2 separate regions of the Arachis hypogaea genome follow, and region 2 is linked to region 1. The links are chromatin contacts, called in public Hi-C maps. All regions are on one chromosome and are shown on one strand. The core of a region is the stretch at or near the end of the contact, and the rest is flanking DNA. Distances in the headings are between cores, read along the strand shown.

Evidence for each region. A called contact is a pair of places that touch in the nucleus more often than the background predicts.
Region 2: a contact with region 1 is called in a Hi-C map of an unstated tissue, with 8 times the contacts expected there. The contact joins the enhancer-like site here to the promoter of LOC112779795 in region 1. A contact is called at or near these places in 4 of 8 Hi-C or Micro-C datasets (leaf and an unstated tissue).

Annotation. Positions count from the first base shown.
Region 1 is chr19:107,720,568-107,723,883 of arahy.Tifrunner.gnm2.J5K5, reverse strand. It overlaps LOC112779795, which reads left to right and starts at 1,805. Exons shown (of 3, transcript XM_025824141.3): 1 at 1,805-2,098. The coding sequence starts at 1,931.
Region 2 is chr19:108,060,257-108,063,572 of arahy.Tifrunner.gnm2.J5K5, reverse strand. No RefSeq gene overlaps it. Among protein-coding and RNA genes, the nearest start is that of LOC112780008, 24 kb to the left of the region's middle. Within about 2 kb of position 1,567, at least 2 of the 3 cell types and tissues checked have open chromatin away from gene starts, as enhancers often do.

The DNA of each region.
Region 1 (3,316 bases), core at 556-3,055:
GAAATTCTCACCAATGAATTACATAAGTATTTCTATCTTTATTTTCTGTTTATTTATTATTATTATTCGAAAACTCCATAACCATTTGATATCCGCTTGACTGAGATTTACAAGATGACCATAGCTTGCTTCATACCAACAATCTCCGTGGGATCGACCTTTACTCACGTAAGGTTTTATTACTTGGACGACCCAGTGCACTTGCTGGTTAGTTGTGCGAAGTTGTGAAGTTATGTTTGGACCATGGTATTGTGCACCAATTATTGGCGCCATTGCCGGAGAGAGAATGAACAACAAATTTTACAACCTCAGAGTAACAATTTCGCATACCAGAGAGCACAAAGTTCAGATTCTCATAGCTTACAGAGTTATACCTTCTTTTCATTCATGGTTCTCAACTGAATATTCTGTTTTCTCAATTTAATCTTTTTTTTTGTTTCAATAAAAAACGGCATTACTGTAAAAAATGTAAGAAAAAGCCATTAAGTGAAAAACGGCAGAGAGAGTTAGACTTGGAAAAAATCCAAATATTTATTTCATAAATCCTTTATATGTACTTCTGTTTGTTATTATGATCCTGAGGGGATTCCTTGCTAAGTTGGGTGAACCCTTAGTAGTTGTAAATCTAGGTTGAGTTCCTAGTCAAATCTGATTTGGGTAGAAGCTGGGTTTGTCCCAGATAAGATCGGGTTGAATCCTAAGAAAATTGGTGAATGTAACTTGTTAAAAATAGTGAAATTCTATCATAGTTGTGATGCAAACTAACTGTAGGCTACATTGCACAAGGTAGCTGAACCAGAATATATTGCTGTGTTACTTTTTTCTCTGTTTTAATTCTAGTTTTCTTATCAAAACGAAATTGCCTCCTACTTTTCATAATCAGAAATACTTCAAAGCATATATCCCTTCACACAATTATATATGTTTTGCCTCCTCCATTGACAAGAGACAAATTAAAAGTATCTCATATTTTTCAACTCGAGGTGACTTAAGAGACACTACAAGATCTATCCAATTAAAAAAAAAAAGCAAACAAACTTAAAAGAGGCCTAAATTTAAATTTCCTTCACTAAACCACTAATATCCATCAAATTTGTTGAAAAATTAACTATTAAGAGTGTATTTAATGTAAATAAAAATTTTTTAGGATAAAATTAAAATAAAAAATATTTAAGAATATTTTTAAATTTTTTAATAAAATTCAAAAACAAAAAATATGTTTTATCTTTTTAAAATGGATCAATATATAAATAATATAATAAATAGTAATATTTTAAGAATAATATTAGAGAACTAACCTTTTTTCAGTTAATATTAACTATTTTTTTAAATATTTTATTTATTTTAAATTTTAAATTTTAAATCATAAAATTTTAATACTACATTCTAAAATATAAATATTAAACCTAAAATTAATTAATATTAACTAATTAAAAATTAGTTATATATATTTTCTCATATATCTTAATATAAATAAATATACCAAAACAAATCTCTCGTCTTAATTAATATTGTGAGAGATCAAATTTTACTCTTTAAAATAAAATTCAAAATTTAGAGAATTTAAATCCTATTTTTCCTGTGGCCAAACAAAAGTTCAACCTATATACCATAACTTACATTAAGTGTGAAATTATTTTCTGACTTTCTTTAACAGTAATAATACAATGAATCACTCTAACAGATGTTGAATAACAGGAGAAAGTATCAAACCTCCACTAACTTTAAATATATATTTTTTCAACTTTAATTTTCTAACTTATTTATTTATTTATTAACACATATTTGCCTTTATAAATGCAGCCACTAAGCCCAAAATCATGACGAAACCTATATTCTTGTGTAAGTGAGAAAGAATCAGCGAGGATATATCTCTTCTTATTAAGAGAGAGAAACCTAAGCACAAGAAGAAAATCAGAAGAAGATTAAGATGGAATGGAAGAAATATTACTTGGATGTGATATTGGTGCCATTAGGATTTATGATAACAATTGGTTATCATGTATGGTTATGGCATAAGGTTCGGACACAGCCTTCTTCCACCATTATTGGAATCAATACTCATGCTAGACGCTTTTGGGTCCCTGCCATGATCAAGGTACCTATTCCTCTCACTCTTCTTACTGCTATAGCTACCAACCTTCTCCATCAACACCTTACTTAATTATTATAATTAATTACCCCTATGATCAAATAATTCTCTACTTTTACTCCAAAAGAGAGTAAAAGTGGAAGTTCGAATTCTCAAGAGCTCTCTTGTGAAAAACTGTACCGTTTATTGCTCTTGGTCCCGGAGACATAGACTTATCTGTGTCTATCGTTTTAGTCTATTCAAAAGGAAAAAGGCAATGTAATATGGCTAACATAATTTATTATTTTTAATTAGTTAATAATATTTAAAAATATTAATTAATATATGATATTACTCTGCTAGACTAAAAATATTGAATTGCTAATTAAAAGGGTTGGTCAATATAAATTAAAATAACTAGTTCTTGAACTTTTTTGAAAAGGAAATTTTTTCATTTCAACTTAACTTTGACATGTTGTTTTGGTTGGGACCATTTTCATTATTATGTGTATGATATGTATGCTATTTTTGAATATTGATTTTTGAGTAAATAGGCTAATGAATTAGCACTTTCTTATTTTTAGTAATAACTTTTATATGTAACCTATATAATTATATATTTAATATTGTTTCATTATTTCGATAGTAATTAAAAAATATAAAATAAAATAAATAATAATTAAAAAATAACAAAAAATAATTTTAAATTGTTTTAAATTAATTTTTTATTGTCTCTTAAATATTTTTGTTAAACTTGCTATAATGACTATTATATTATTGTTACTTCGGCGAAGGGTTTTTGTTTATGTTGCATGGCCAAGTTGGAGCCAAAGACTGAAACGTATATAAATTGATATTATTAGGTAACGTTTGTTTATTATAATCGTACCTTTGTACTTGAAAGAACGATTTTGATTCATAATCTACCTACTTTTGATATTAGACTTGATAGATTTAATTGAAACCCAAACTAACTTAATGGGTAGTATTATTATGAGACATTTGTTAAGCAAGGTCATCTAATTAAGAGTCTCATCCTTTTTTTCCCTTTTTAACTTAAATCATGACATACATAAACTTATAATATTCAACTCTAGAGTTTATGTCATAAATATTTTCATACCGTACCATATAATTGGTACTAACTACTAAGTATATCTTCTACCAAACATGCGACTTCTAATATATTTGATGTCATCCCCTTGCTTAAGCAAAGCGGCAATTTCACTGTTTGTGATGTAAATG
Region 2 (3,316 bases), core at 318-2,817, 340 kb before region 1:
ATGAATTTGTTTGTCATTTAATGGAAACAGTCAAACAAAAGAAAAGCTACATAGTGTGCATTTCTTTTTTTCTTTTTTTGACGTGCTTCATTAATTTATTTTTTCCTCTCTCTTTAATTATGAACAACAAATGGCTCCTCATAAACAGCAAGTTGACAACGACAATACTAATTTTGCTGTATCATAAAAAAGAGGATGCCAATATATAACGTAACCTTTTCATGTATCATAATTTTTTGATGAATGAAATGAGGATTTTTATCTTTATCTACTTCAGATTCTTTTAACCATGTTCTGATGAATCTTGACAAAGTTAACATGTAACAATATATACAGCATATATAGTCACCTTTAATTCTACATTCTTGTCCCACAAAGCATGTGCATATCCTCACCCTCCACAAAAATTTTAAGGAATAAAAGAAGTAGTAAAATACATGTTTTTTCCAACTTATTTTAAAACTTACACTTCCTTCCTTATAAAAATATAACTATATGCCACACCCTTCTTTTCTTTCATGTTTATTACTGTTTTACTAAAATAACTTTTTGAACAATACTACATAATCAATAAAATTTATTATTTTTGATCCAATTCTAAACCCTAAATACTAAATTCTAAGTCTTAAATATTAAATATGAAATCTTAATAATGTAAAAATAAAATGTTAATCCAAAAAATTGGTTAATATTGATAAAAAATATTACCCTCTAATATTTCTCTAATATTTTTTGGGTGAAAAAGATATATTCAATTTTTCAAAGTTGCTGTTGATCTGACTGTAATTTTTTTTTTTCAGTTTAATACTATTGACATCGAAATCTATTTTTTACCTTGGTCAAATAAAACCAACAAATACCTTAAAAAAACCAACACCGAATTTTTTCCGTCAAAGTTTCTAGGCATAGAATTATATATAGGCACAAATTATTAGCTCCGGGAAAAAAAAAGAAAGAAAAAAACAAACAGAAAAGACAGAGAAAAGGAGAGAAAGAGCTAGAATAATAGACTTAGAGAAAGATGGAAGAAGAGAATCTTGAAAGCTTAATTGAGTAACGGTGGGAAGGTCCACACCCTTTCCCTTCCATTCATGGTTGGGTCCCGAATAGAATTCCGAACATCCAAATAATGCTTTATTATTAGGATTTTGTTAAGATAGCTAGCTTGTTAGTTAAAAATATAAAAACAGAAAATTTTTATTGAAAATATAAAAAAATTTAAGCTTTTATTGATATAAATATATTAATTATTTTTATATTATTTAAAAAATGTAAAAAAAAAAAAAAACTCCTTAGCAAAATGCTTAGTATTAATAAATTAATCTGATTCCAGTAATGAATGATAACTCATCACATGTAATGCATGTGATCAGCATCCTCTCCTCTAGAATCATATTGACAACAAAAAGGAGCCACCCAATCCATACTTTATTTATTTATTTATCTATGATGTTAACAAACCATACTTTATTAGTATATATATATTTGCATAATAATATGGCACTTGTGGATTCCACACGCAAATCATATCAGTACTATATATTAATTAATTATAGTTAATTAATTCCTGAAATACAACATGGTTATTAATGGGCCAATATACTAAGTTTAGCATTAAGCTTTTGCAGCACTATTCTATTTGCTTTCTTTTTTCGAGGGGGCCGCATTTCTACCCACTTCTTTGTTGGCTTTCTCAGAAGTCTACTATCAAAATTTGTAACTAAATTCTATTCATATATTTAAAATCCCCTTTACCTCTAAAGTTTCATCCGAATTATCGATACTAACTAAAAAAAAAAAAAAAAAAAAGAAAAGTCACTACTCCTCTACTTTACCATAGTCTTGTCTCTCGATCGTGGTTGTGTTGACATCCACCTGGTTGGAAAGTAGTTATAAAATCACATATTATGGAGAAGTGTTACTAACTTTCTTAAATAAGTGTTGGATGTTTAAATCTTATTTTGTGCATATAATAATTTATTGATTATAGACAAATTCTTAAGTAAAACTCAAATTCACGTTAGATTAATATTTGTCTGATTAAGATACGTTAGACAACAAAAAAATATAATAAAAAATTGGTTTAATTACTCTGTCGATTTTTATAATTTCACTGAATTTTCAATTAGGTTCTTATACATTTTTTCTTTTCAATTGAGTCCTTCAACCAATATTTTTTTTTCAATTAAATCCTTATGGTAACAAAAACGTTTAATTTAACAGAATATTCTATTTTCAAATTAAAGATAACTTAACTTTTTTCTAAATCCCTAATTCTCTTTCCCTTTCTATTTTTACAAAGGCAAAATTAACCTAACTTCTCACTGTCTTCCTCCACTACAAGAAAAAAGTGTATTTGTAACAAAAAAAATTGTTACAAAATGTCAAAATTTTGAAACAAAAATTTTTTGTAACAAAAAAAAAGAGGCCGTTGCAGTAAGTCCCGTTACAAAAAGTTTTGTAACGAAAAATGGAACTGTTACAATTCAATATGATGTTTTGTAACAATTTTTTCTGATACAAAAAACCAGAAGCCGTTACAAAAGTGGTAACAAAATTTGATCTTCAAGGTATTTTTCGTGACAATTTATTTTTTCCTATCAAAAAATTTTGTTACAAAATGTAACATGATTTTGTAACATTTTTTTTCTTTAGTTACAAAAGAAAATTAATTATTTTGTAACAACTTTTTTTAATACAAATTGCATGCATAGTTTAATAAACTATTTTTTAAATTGACTAATATATTAACTATTTTAATAAGCAAATTTACATCTATATAATATGCAAAAACATACATAAGTCAAACAAGATCCTTTTAGCTAAAATTGTTTTCAAACAAAATAACATTGGTGAGTACATTGATTAGTTCTACAAGTTATATGTCTTGCATAAGTTCAACCAAAACATAAAAATTCTAAAATAGATTAGTGTCTCTATGCATCAAAATATTCTTGAGCCCTCAAGATAGCATATGGTCACCATTTCATCACTCCTGTAAATAAGAAAAACCGAAACAAAATTTTAGAAACAAGATATAACACTAATTATAATTTTTTCACTAAGTTTTATCCAAAATATTTAGAAAAATTTTGGCAGAACCTCCCCCAAAACTTGAATATTTTCATCGTCTCCGGTTCCAACAAAAACAACCAATTCACAACTTATGTCTCAGCCAATACCCAACCAAATTTATCAAACCAAATAATAGGACATTTATCATTTTTCAACCATGACACAAGTAAAATGCGATAAATAAATCCATATACAAATTAAAGTATACTAATATAAAATGGGAATCATCTACGAAAATGTA